Linked DNA regions of Mus musculus: region 1 is linked to region 2. The links are chromatin contacts, called in public Hi-C maps. All regions are on one chromosome and are shown on one strand. Each heading gives the region's core, a stretch centred on a gene start, on an enhancer-like site or on the middle of the called end of the contact. The rest is flanking DNA. Distances are from core to core; before and after follow the strand shown. Region 1 has its middle 150 kb from the start of Gm46348. Region 2 overlaps Dock4 (dedicator of cytokinesis 4).

The links. A called contact is a pair of places that touch in the nucleus more often than the background predicts.
Region 1: a contact with region 2 is called in a Hi-C map of cerebellum, with 2.7 times the contacts expected there. The contact joins two enhancer-like sites. A contact is called at or near these places in 1 of 15 datasets of contacts at CTCF or cohesin (large pre-B cells), 2 of 484 Hi-C or Micro-C datasets (cerebellar granule neurons and cerebellum) and 1 of 115 datasets of contacts at active chromatin or transcription factors (embryonic stem cells).

The regions. Positions count from the first base shown.
Region 1 is chr12:42,134,679-42,140,633 of GRCm38.p6, reverse strand. No RefSeq gene overlaps it. Among named protein-coding and RNA genes, the nearest start is that of Gm46348, 150 kb to the right of the region's middle. Within about 2 kb of position 1,788, at least 23 of the 459 cell types and tissues checked have an H3K27ac peak or open chromatin away from gene starts, as enhancers often do. A contact at or near this core is called in cerebellum, where this site is marked.
Region 2 is chr12:40,836,168-40,841,937 of GRCm38.p6, reverse strand. Dock4 (dedicator of cytokinesis 4) reads right to left here. Exons shown (of 53, transcript NM_172803.2): 50 at 5,236-5,308; 51 at 3,384-3,497; 52 at 640-701. Among named protein-coding and RNA genes, the nearest start is that of Immp2l, 190 kb to the left of the region's middle. Within about 2 kb of position 2,762, at least 19 of the 459 cell types and tissues checked have an H3K27ac peak or open chromatin away from gene starts, as enhancers often do. A contact at or near this core is called in cerebellum, where this site is marked.

The sequences.
Region 1 (5,955 bases), core at 539-3,038, 1.3 Mb before region 2:
TCATTGGATGACAGACATTGTTCATTTAAAGATAGTAAATGGTAGACTTTGTTATATTCTTTTCATAAGTGTCCACTTTTTTCTGACCTGCAGTAAAACATTTTTGATTCACTTTGTTCCTTTCGTGGCTTTAACCTTTTTGCATATTTTCTGGCATGTTTGTTTTACTGTGTTTGTTACTGGTTTGGTGCAGACACAGCATTTTACTCTGAGGACAATATCTGCCACTAAGAAAACCTGGTCTGTCTGAGGATTCCATAGAGGGCTCCTGTGTGAGAAAGCTTTGTGCTCTTGCTGGAAGGAATATAAAGTACTCGTAGCCTAATGTGGTCCTAGACTAAGTGGCTCTACTCATGCTCATATAAACTAACATCTTACTCAAGAAAGGCCCCCTGCTGTTCTCTTTGCAAACTTCAAGCTTTCTTATTTGTAGATTTGAACATTCAAATTACAGTTATATTTACCTTTCTGTGCTCTAGTCTCCTCAAGTCAGCAAGGCCACCAGGCCTTTGCTGGTTTTCTCAGCCTACAATGTAAGGGCATGTTCCTCTGGAATTAAACTGGGGAGGTCCAGGGCTCACCTCATCTATATCCCTTTTCTCAGGCTTCATACCCTAAAAGAGCTTGATGTCCAAATTTTGTCTTTCTAGTTGCTAATATGTCCAAAGAGCAACACTTCCATAAAGTGTTAAGAATTCATGGAAAGTAGTGGAGAACCCCTTAACTGCATAAAACAGATGAAAACAATAATTTTTCAGTTCTAATCTCATCATATATGCCCATCTTAGATGATGCTTCAAAGAAGAATATTTGGCAAAGTAAGAGACAGATAGTAAGTCGAAGAATTTAATTAGAAACATAAAACCTCTGTACTTTGTTTGTTTTCTCTGCTTCCTCTTAGTAATCAACTGCTCACTCATACCCTGTCTGATTCTTCTTTAATTTGAATCTACCATTAACATATTATTACATTTAAACCCAACAAACCAAATCAGACTGAGAGTGAGAAGGCCCTAGGATACTAGACCTCTCTTAAAAGGAGTCATGACTGTGACAGAAAAATAAAAGAAATAAAAAACTAAATCTATGGACCTCCACCTCTGATCAGTCTGAGAATTTGAATGACTGTAAATCTCATTCTTGTTCAAGATAGATCTCCTAAAAATGTAGTCTTAGCAACTCATTTCCTTTATACTTAACACCTTTACCCTATATTTATAGTTCTTAAAGTAGGCAAATAACAAACTCTGCATTTTTGATGTTAGAATTAATGGGAAATTAAGAACAAATGAAACAGAGTTCAGTATCTGAGCCAACAGAACTCAGTCTTGTGAAGGCTTTTGTTCAGTTGATGTATAAAAGGGGCACTCTGATTTATCGCCATAGTGTAGTATCCAACAACAAATATTGTTAAATCTCTGGAATCCTGGCTTCATAAATCATGTAAGGCAACACAGATTCTATTTATAAACAACTTTAAAAGGCCATATTGTGTCCCCAATTCACTTGCCAAAGTCCCACTGAGATGGAGTCATGTGCAGATCAAGGTCAGGCCATAGCTAATATTCTCACTTTCATCTCCATGTGAGAAACTGGGGCGAAGGCATAAGTCTTACATCAGTAAAGTCCAAGTGCCTATGTAACTGATTAGGGTCCAAGGCCAAATACAAAGGCTTATTTTTAAAAGAATTGTTGCCATGGTTTGGGCACCTCACAGATGTGCATGTGTATCAAAGCAACAGGCACCAACTGACTGAGACTGCTCAGAGCAGAGCCAACCCGAGAGTTCTCACTCATAATCCAGCAAAGTTGCTGCCTTGAAGCTCTCAAACAATGAGCTATTGATCATCCAGAATCAGGCATGCTCATCTAGTCTTCCCTCCCTCTCACTTACCCACTCAGCTTCAAGCCAAGCTGTTGCAGTCAAAATAATATACTTTAAGAAAAATTGGTGTCCTTAAAATTGCTAGTTTTAAACCTGCCTCCTGCAAAGGTAATTCTGTGCAGTACCTCTTATCTTTCAACGTCTTGAATAATTACACAATTTAGAAACTTTATCCCAGTTTGTCCCTTGTTTGTATCTCGCAGTATATTATTTTCTTCTCAAGCTCCAGTGTTCATAATTTCCATGCCACTGCTGTTTTGAAGATGAAATATGTTCTTTATTACCCCAAACAGCACTTGATGCATCACATCTAGCCAGCGTTCACACAAGTCAAGTGGAGGAGATCCTGTAATAACGTAGACACTTCTGTGCATTGCTCACTCGGGTGAAAAGGTGAAGTCAACTGTGCAGTGGCTGGGAATTTATGAAACATTCAAACTCCTCTGCTTGAGAAAATATCACAGAGACATCGACTTCTTTCTATCAGAGCCATATTTGAGGGGATGGCCCACTTTAGGTCAGGAGAACAACAAAACTGTTAGGCTGATTTTAAGCTTCCTTTCTGAAGATTGGAAGTCAGAGTTGTATTGCCCTCATTTTTCTTTCTTTCTTTCTTTTTTTTTTTTTTTATTTCAATAGATTTTTTTTCTTCTGCCTCGGCTGTTTAATGCAGGCTTTATGCCAAAACCATCTTAGAACGTCTGTTGTGCCAGATGTCACCCTTTTGCCCTTTTGCTCTATCTGCAGATTTTCTTTTAACAACGCTGAAGCCCAAGTTAGCAAGCGTGCATTTTCTACAGTAAAAGAGGCATTGTGAATAACACCTTTTGTATTTTGAATAACACCCTCAAAAAGCACAGTGCCTTATTCATGCACTACATCTCAAAAAGAAAAGAAAAAAAAAAAAAGATTATTCATGCTCCTTTCCATTTTAAGTGAGAACTTTAAGGATTTGGTGTTTGAGATCCCTGTCCTCGCCCACAGTGGAAGCTGAGACCTGAGCTATACTACAAATTGGCTTGAGATTACCTTGAAACTGATTAGTTCAGAGAAAGAGAAGGAAAAAGGCACTGTTCTGCCAGGGAACACTTTACATCTATTCTAAATTTCCAAAACATATCTATAGATCAAGACTCATCCCCACAGGGACTGACTCCCTACAAAGACAGTCACAACAAAATACAGTGTTCAAAGAACTGGTTCTGTTTTACAGAGAGAAGAGTTCTGGAATCAAGACTAAGGTAGGAGGAATTTCTAGACTAGGTGATGCTCATTTTTGACCTACTTCTCACTTGTCAGCTTTCAACTCTGGAAGCTTCTGTTTGGAAATTGAGCAACACTTTAAGGGCTGAATATAATGAGTCAGAGTACAAGATATTTAGTGTTCTAGATTTGGGAGTTCTCAAATGGTCTCCAGGAAGGGAAATTTGGGGTATATTATTCATTCTTTCAACAAGAACCTGTTTTAAATAACCAATTCTGAGTTTCATCTAAGTTCATTCCTAGCCACCAAATTTATTTTACATAAAAGGTAATAAGCTAAAAAATCACAAAAACATTCAACATTTGAGTTCTTAGATTTCACTTCTTTTAAAAATTGAAATAGATCTTAGAGGCCACATCCTGTTAACACAAACAAGGAAAAACAAATATGAAATGAGTTGGCTTATGTTTTCAGAAAGCACTGAGTAATAGCCACATCATTAGGAGAAAAAGCCATATGCTAGCAATGAGTCAATAAAGGAGAAGGCAATCTTCTCTCTTTGTACACCAGGAACAAGAAACCTACTGAGAGGGATTAACCTATTCAAGGTGAAAAAAACTGTTCTTTACCGTTCTGCTCCCATCCTTCTCTTTCAGTACCACAAATAGCAGGGTTTTTTTTGTAAAACTTTCTGGGCATAAGCAGGACTGCTAAGAACCAGTCTTCAGAGGGATTCAAAGATCACAAAACAGCTGGGGCAAATACATGTTGTTATTGCCATGTTGTATCTGCCTGTGATCTGGGGGAAGTGGTAGTGATCATTCAGTTTTAGCATACTAGTACTTTAAAACTGAATACATTAAAAACAAAACAAAATGGTCTCACTCTGTACCCTAGTCTGGCCTCAAATTTACAATCCTCTTTTCTCAGCTTTTCAAGTGCTGGGAGCATAGTTATGCATAGCCATACCTAATTTCTGCTCATATTCCAATTTGTATAGGAATTTTTTCAATACTTTCAGTATGATTAGAATGTAGGCTCATGTATTCAAAGACTTAATACTTAATTGTTGCTGATTTTGTGAGATATTGAAAAAGTGTAAAAACAAAATTCTAGGCCTTTAGGCCCAGGCTTGAGAATGTGACCTTTGTGACTCAATGCTCCAAGGCATGCTAATCATAAAACAGATAGCTACATTCCTCCACACACCTGCTTCCTGGGTTCGGGGAGTGTTCATTCAAAGAACATCACCCTGACCCACCCTGACCGCTCCTGGAACCTGCTATGAAAATGTGCTATTGTTAGAGACTCATAGAAACTGTATTGACTCCTACTCCCTTGTGACTCTTAACTGGTATTTTGGTATTTTCCCCACGCCCTCCCCACCCCTTTGAGTTGTGGTTTCTTCCTTTAAATACCTCCTGTCCCCGCTACTCGGGGCCCACATTCCTCTACCCCTGCATGGTGTACAACTGTGGGTCCCAGAGCATGCCTGGAATAAAAGTCCTCTTGCGGTTTGCATCAAGACCGTTTCTCGTGAATGATTTGGGGTGCCACCTCTCCTGAGTCAGAATGTGGGGGAATTCTCATGTTGTGGTTCTTTCAATATCACAAAATCATTAACCCATAGGGCCTCATTGGGAAGTAGATCACCAGAAGAAAATAAGGGAGTTTTAGCCCTGTCTTGCTGGCCCTGCCCTGCCCTGCCTTGCTTGCCCTGCCCTGCCCTGCCCTGACATGCCCTGACATGCCCTGACATGTCCTGGCATGCACTGTTTGGGATCTCAGGTCTCTGCTTCCTGATTCTCTGAATTATGAGCAATCAGCTCCATGGTTCCATTGTCATGGTCAAGAGCTGGTCCCACCACAATGCCTTCTTCACAAGGATAGTCTATCCATCCTTATAACATAAATCAAATAGCAAATTGCAGACACCACTGCTTTAAAAGTGAAGTAAAATCTCTAAACCTCCATATTACCTGGCATCAGAGAAGGTATCAAACCCACTATAAACTGACACTTCACCTTTTTGTGAAAATACCCACACAACATAATAACACTAGCAAACAAGAATATTTTCCTAGTACTATGACACAAAAATACCAGCCACATAAAAAGTATTTATAATTAGAGACAATTTATGAACAACAAATAATATATTATTCCTATCCTAGGAAACTTTACTTCACAGACTTGCATAGTTGATCTGAAGTCATTGGAAACAGTGAATTTAGATCCACTGAAGAAAACATTATCATATCAAGAGATATAAGGATGGAAGCAAAGTAGACAAGCTGTTTAACTACAGAGGAACAAATCATCATGATAATTTACTCTTTAAGATTAAAGGAGAAAACACTGTTTCAAGACTTTATCTCCAGTGTTATAGTTTTTATTATCTTTAAGAAATTTCAAAAATCAGAAATACCTTATAACACTGTAGGGAATAATAAAAAGGATTAATGAATAAATGAAAGATGGGGACTCTCAAAACAAAGTCTTTATATATTGACTTAGTATAATGTGTCTAATACAGATTAATGGATATTCAATGGACACTTCTCCACAGATGGCTAGAATTAAGAAAAACACTTACTACCCTTACATCATTTCAAGGACTTTTGTAGAATGACTGCCAAGGACCAACCTCGGCTTGGAGAGGGGTTCTGGGAGAAGGGGTGTTTGGGAGTGGTAAAAACAAAAAATGAAAAGGTCAGCATAGGAACTTTGGGAAGGTCATGAAACACTCAGCACCTCCGGAAAGGAAAAGCTAATTCGCATTTCTCAGACCCACAGGGTGGGACAGACCTGCAGGTGGGGACACATTCCACAGGACTGACCTTTACTCACCTTCAGACAAGGGAAG
Region 2 (5,770 bases), core at 1,513-4,012:
CTGACTGAATATTGTTCTTGATCTTCCTGAGGGATTTGTAGGCTTAGAGATGTTAAATAGCCTGCATTTACATGTCACACATGTGACCCTTAAGGTGGCTAGCTTGTTCTCTGTGGTTTTTTTTTTCCCATTTATGCCACCATGTCCTCTATAATTCAGTATATGTTTGTAATGTGGAGTATCTTTAATGCAAAGTATTGAGAGAGAAAGTTGGGTTTGGCTTTGCCAAAATGAATGAGGTTGATGATAAAGCCCCAAAACTTCCAGAAGAGCATTTAGTAGACCTTGATTACGGGCGTTTTTCAATGTAGGCGTACACATGTATGTTTAATGTGCTTTAAATGTGTTGACTATAGTTTGTTATGTTCTCATTGCCAAAATATGGAGAATTAAGCTGCGCATCCTCCTACTACTAAACAACAAAACAAACAATAGAAAACAAAACGTAGCCCACGAGATCTGTGTTCTTGGGTAAATCTCTGCAAGGGGAAAAGCAGCGCTGTTTTCTTGCCCCCAACCCCCTTCTTAATATGACCTTGTCTGTAGGAATGAAAGCACCTTTTGATGAGCTTAGGACAAGGTTTTAAGAAAAAGGAACCAGGGCCGATCTTTGGATCCAGTCTAATGACAGACCTGTACCTTCAATGGAGAACGTCCAGCAGGCGAGGGGGACACTGATGTGGTGTGTCTTGCTGGCGAAGCTGTAGATGGAGAAAGAACATTTTAACTAAGAAAAACCAGAGGGCTGGCTGCATATGCCCTCTATGTGTCCAAGCCCAGGCAGATGTATTAGTGGATAAGGATCTTCTCAGCAAGGGAAGAGGAAAATGGAGAGGACAAACTACACAATGGCTCTCTAGAATAGATTCCTTGTAGAAGATGGTGCCATCAAGACATTGGCCAGTTAGTGAAAAAGTTACTGCTGTACACATATGATGCTTTGACTAGAAGGGTATGGCCCCAAACAGCTCCAATGGCCTTTTTTTCTTTCCTTTCCGTTCTTTTTCTGCTGATAAGGCTTCATGTAGTCAAAGCTAGACTTGAGCTCCATACACGGCTGTGGATGGCCATGAATTCCTTAGTCTCCTGACACCTCCTAAGTGCTTAGGTTATGTGTCTGTGCTGCCACGCTTGGCTCTCAAATCCTTTCTAAACCTCCAAGTCCAGATGCCTTTCATCACTCAACTGCTTGATCTCATAAAATGCTCCTGGGGGAAAGTGCTAGGAGTCGTTGGGAGACACCTTCTGTCTTTGGCCTGAACAGGGAAGACCAAGGCCCTGCAGGCAGCCTAGAGCAGGCCTATAGGGATGTTCAGTAACCCTTCCCTTTCACCTCACCTCCCAACATTCCCAGTGCAGACAGAAAGCTTGTCCACATCAGTACAAAGGGAGATAAGCTTCCCATTTCTTCTCTAATGCCTGTCCATAGGCCTTCCCTCAGTCCGCTGGGTGGGGAATTTGAGATATCACCATCATGGCAAGAGTGACTTCTGCTTCTCTGGGGTTTTCAGGTCTGATGCCAGGGACCCAGCATGTGTGGCATGTGCTCTTTTGTGTGCTTACAGATCACGTCTTGTTTCTAGACTGTAACTGCATAGCATAAAAACAGCTTGTGACCCAGTCGACGGGGCGAGGCCAAGCCGTCCTTCCCACTTCCACACAGAGTGATTTTGGCGAATGTGAGCTCTGTCCCTCTGTGATTTCCTGCCACTCTTCCAGCCATCACACTGAGGTCTAGAACTCATAAAAACCTACCGAAAGGCTGAAAGGAAGAAAGACAGACAGTTGCACAGCCCCACAACACTGACCACAGATGATGACATCAGGACAGACCATGAAAGCAATCAGTACAGAAGGGACAGCAGCCCTACCAATCTATGTGGGAGGAGAAGGGTTGCCCAGCTGTGCTGAGCCCTAAGAGACCACAGAGGGTGGTCCATTATCACACTGCGGGGTTGGGAGGTCTCATCTACACAAGCCAGCTCCTACTTCTGTTCCCACACGTTGTGAGTGCTGACTAGGAAGAAAACCACATATGTACAGAGAAATCGGCCACATCTGCCACTACTGTCACTGAGGTCAAGGCCTCCTGTGTACTTGACTTGGTCTTAGACATGGTGCAGGCCTGGCACCTAGTGCTCTTTCTCCGAGCTATTTTTCTGGAAATGTACTTTCTATAAGCCTAAAATAGACCCACCAGCTTCTTTTTGTCTCAGACGCCCAGCTAGCACTGATAATATTTATTCCTTTGTAAGAACTATCAATCTTATTTTCCCTTAAAAATACCTTTCAAGTTCCCATATTCACGGGCACAACCAAGCCTTTAAATAACGAGACTGTCTGAATGTACATGGATCAGCAAAGAAATACAAATGATTTGGCTGATGGGCCCTCATTTCTACAATCAGACCGATATACTAATACCGATCAAGAGGATTAAATTCATCCCTCATTCTGACCCTGCAGAAACTATTCAAAGGATGAGAAGCTACGATGTAGCAAGTGACACCGAGTGCTCAGACTAGGGCACTCTGCTGAGGAAATGGTACCACATTTTCTTTGGTTCTTAGGCCGGCTATACCTGGAAAGCTCCAGCGATGTAGGAAAGTGCTGACAAGATCTGGTTACTGGAAAAGGCAGTCAGTTCAAGCTTCTCTTAAAACTGCTCCGCATGCAAGTCACCAAGCAAGTGGTGTATGTTCAGAGGGAAAGTTGGCCTTTTCCCAACAGAAGCTCATGAAAGCCAGCTCTGCTTCTGTCTGTGATTCTCTGGGGACCCAGGGCCAGGCTGGAAGTTTCCCAACCATTTTCAGCACTCAGATGTTAGTGAGCAGAAGCAGCCCACAAATGGCCTGGTAAAATGCTGGCCCCAGCCTCATTTCAGGAACATAATCTACTGGCTCAGAAGACCTGAGGCTAGACGTACGTTAGGATGTGCTTCGTGAGCCACAGTTACAAGAGATGCAGGTCCACGCTTTAGCCCTTTGAGCAACACCACTGCCGGAAACAGAGCTCTGAGAGCAGCAGATAACTCAAGGTGTCAGAGGCTCCTCAAAGCCACTGAGGGTTGGCTCTCGAGTCAGCTGAAACATTGATGTCATCGGGGAAGATTATAGAAAGCGGCCGAGTTAGCAGAGATCAGTGCAAGCGAAGGGCAGAGGCCAGTGGCCCATCAAGCAACAAGGGTTGAACATGGAGCCAGGAAGAAGATGGCATGCTCAAATTCTTCCGAGGGGCTTATTAGAAGGGACTGTTGTCTGACTGTATGGCAGAAGAACAGGGAAAGGAGGAGCCAACTAGAGGCAAATGATGTTGCTAGCAAACTGAAATGCTCAATATACTTATTATATGAAAGTGATTATTCAAATGCTTCAAATACCCACCAGTCTGTGTGGGCCTTGGAGGGACAGGGGGAGAGATAAGTTTCCCACTGTCCGACATGTTCTTGGCTTCTTTCCCACTGTCCAGGCTCCAGCTGCTAGGGGTGGGATTCACAGCTGGAAGGGAATAACACAGCTAAACACACAAGAGCCAGCTTTGCCTTTCAAATGCTTGAGATCTTAGGAGTCTGGCAGAATTATCCAGAACGTAGTCAAAAAGACCACAAAACCTTAAGCAGTAACCAAGCAGGACACTTCCCCAATATTAAACCTCTCTCTAATTGGTTACCTAACAGAGCTGACATTTAATTGAGTAACAGCAGGTCTCTTTATTTCCCTCAAGCTGTCAAACAGAACTGCAAATCTCTATGCCAGGGAGTAGCAACCTGCTGAGAATTCCAAATGTGTTTAGATGCTGAGAAATAGATGGAAAATATAGTCATCAGCCTATTTGTAGAAATGTCTGAACAAATGGCCATCTAAAGGAGGTGATGAGGCAAAGGGCACTCTCTTATTTCAACTGTGTGGCAGAAGTACCAAGGACAGGGTTGAGGGTGCCACACTGACCAGTCCTGTCAGGAAAGGATGAGTTCCAAATGGACAGATTACACTAAGTAAGTCCTGAGAAAACCACTTGGACTGCTGATAACGTCATTGTTACTTTGCAATCCATCTGCTCCAGGCATCACGGTGTAGGAATATAGACAGCTCTGCTAGGAAGCAGGGCAGGACACACAAGGTTATGAAACACTCCACAATGAAGTTTCTAATAGTAAAACCAGCGTTCCCGCTTGCTTCCCGTGCAGATACTGCCATCTGACGGACGCAGTGAGAATTGCCACGTTTTATTCCTCCAAGTTACTGCTTTGATTTAATGGGGTGGAAATATTTTAAACATTATTTTTTTTTCTCTATTTCTTTTATATTTGCTGGGTAGTTTTCTTTAGTAAAGTTGGTAAAAATAACAGCACATCCCTAGTTTCTCCTGGTGAAGATCAATGCTTGACTTACAACATTAAAGCTAATTCCATGCTTTAAAATAATTTTGGCTAGGCCCTCACTAATTTTCATCTCCCTTTGGGAAGTTTTAATGTTAATCTATCAGTGTACCAAAATGGTAATACAGCCTAGTTCTTAATGGGGGCAATTAAAGTGCACTTTACTGGGACATTTCATTAGTGAGTCTTGATTCATTAGCCTGCGAGACTGCTATTTTTGAGGCCTGACCCTGAGAGGCAAACGGGTGACTTTGCAAGTCCCTGCACCCACAGTGGAGGAAGCGACATTTAATCTGCTCTTCCTGGTCTGTGTGTTGCTAATTGGCTTCTTAGCTCTATGCATGCATTTGGTGTGTGCATCTTATTTGTGTGTGCTTGACCTTGAGGCGGGCCCCACTCCATTATGCGTCTGATCGCAATGCTTGCATGGCATTTAATGGTACAAGAGCCTGTGTGAGTGACCACCAACAACAGTTGAGCTGGCTGAATATGAGCTTTGTGAAGGAGACAATGGATGGGGTCTGTGGAATCAATCTGAGGAGTAGCTACTTTCATTGTGTGAACTAGTGGCTTAATTGGCAACTTTGCTTCAGGGAGAGCAGGCTTGGCCTGGGCTCGCTGAACAACAGAAAGCCATTACACAAAGGAGCTTCTAATTTGCTCAGAGCTTAGGAGTTTATGGAGAATGGATCATGATAAACTGCCTTTCACTAATTGCCTAAAGATCACACTCACCCTGATCATTAACAGTCTAGAGCTCTACCTGCCACACGGCACACAGAAGACTGGGGGAAATGAGGACACAACAAACCCTGACACATTCTAGGACCTACAAGGGGTGGATGACTGGTACCCACCTTTCTCAGGTGCAGAAAGGTTGGGGTCACTTCGAGGCAAGGCCCCATCTCCAATATGATTAAACAGCATCCTCTGGAAAGGGAGAAGAGTCCATTTTTATGATATAATATGCTGAGGTAGGATGCCTTTTAGAAAATGAGATGGTTATCTCCTTATGAAACTCTTTGCTCAAAACATTTTCTATATGGTATAATGAGCCTAGGAACAAATAATTAAACTCTATTTAAGGAGAAAAGGGGAAACAGAGTCTTAGGTTTTCTGAAAGAAACATAATAAGAAATGGTGTTTTACATTAAATATAAATGGTAAATAATTACTCATAATAAACATAGGGAAAATTAATAGTAAGAATTCGCTAGGTATGATGTTCTTTACAAGTGTATACTGCTAGACTGGCAGTATGACATGAATAAGAATGAAAGGAGAAATATTAATTTAAAAACCTACTATATAGACAAACTTATAGTTCAAATACTATAATAGACAAAAATGAGCTAATGAATATTCTATAATTTTAACCTACAAAATTACCAA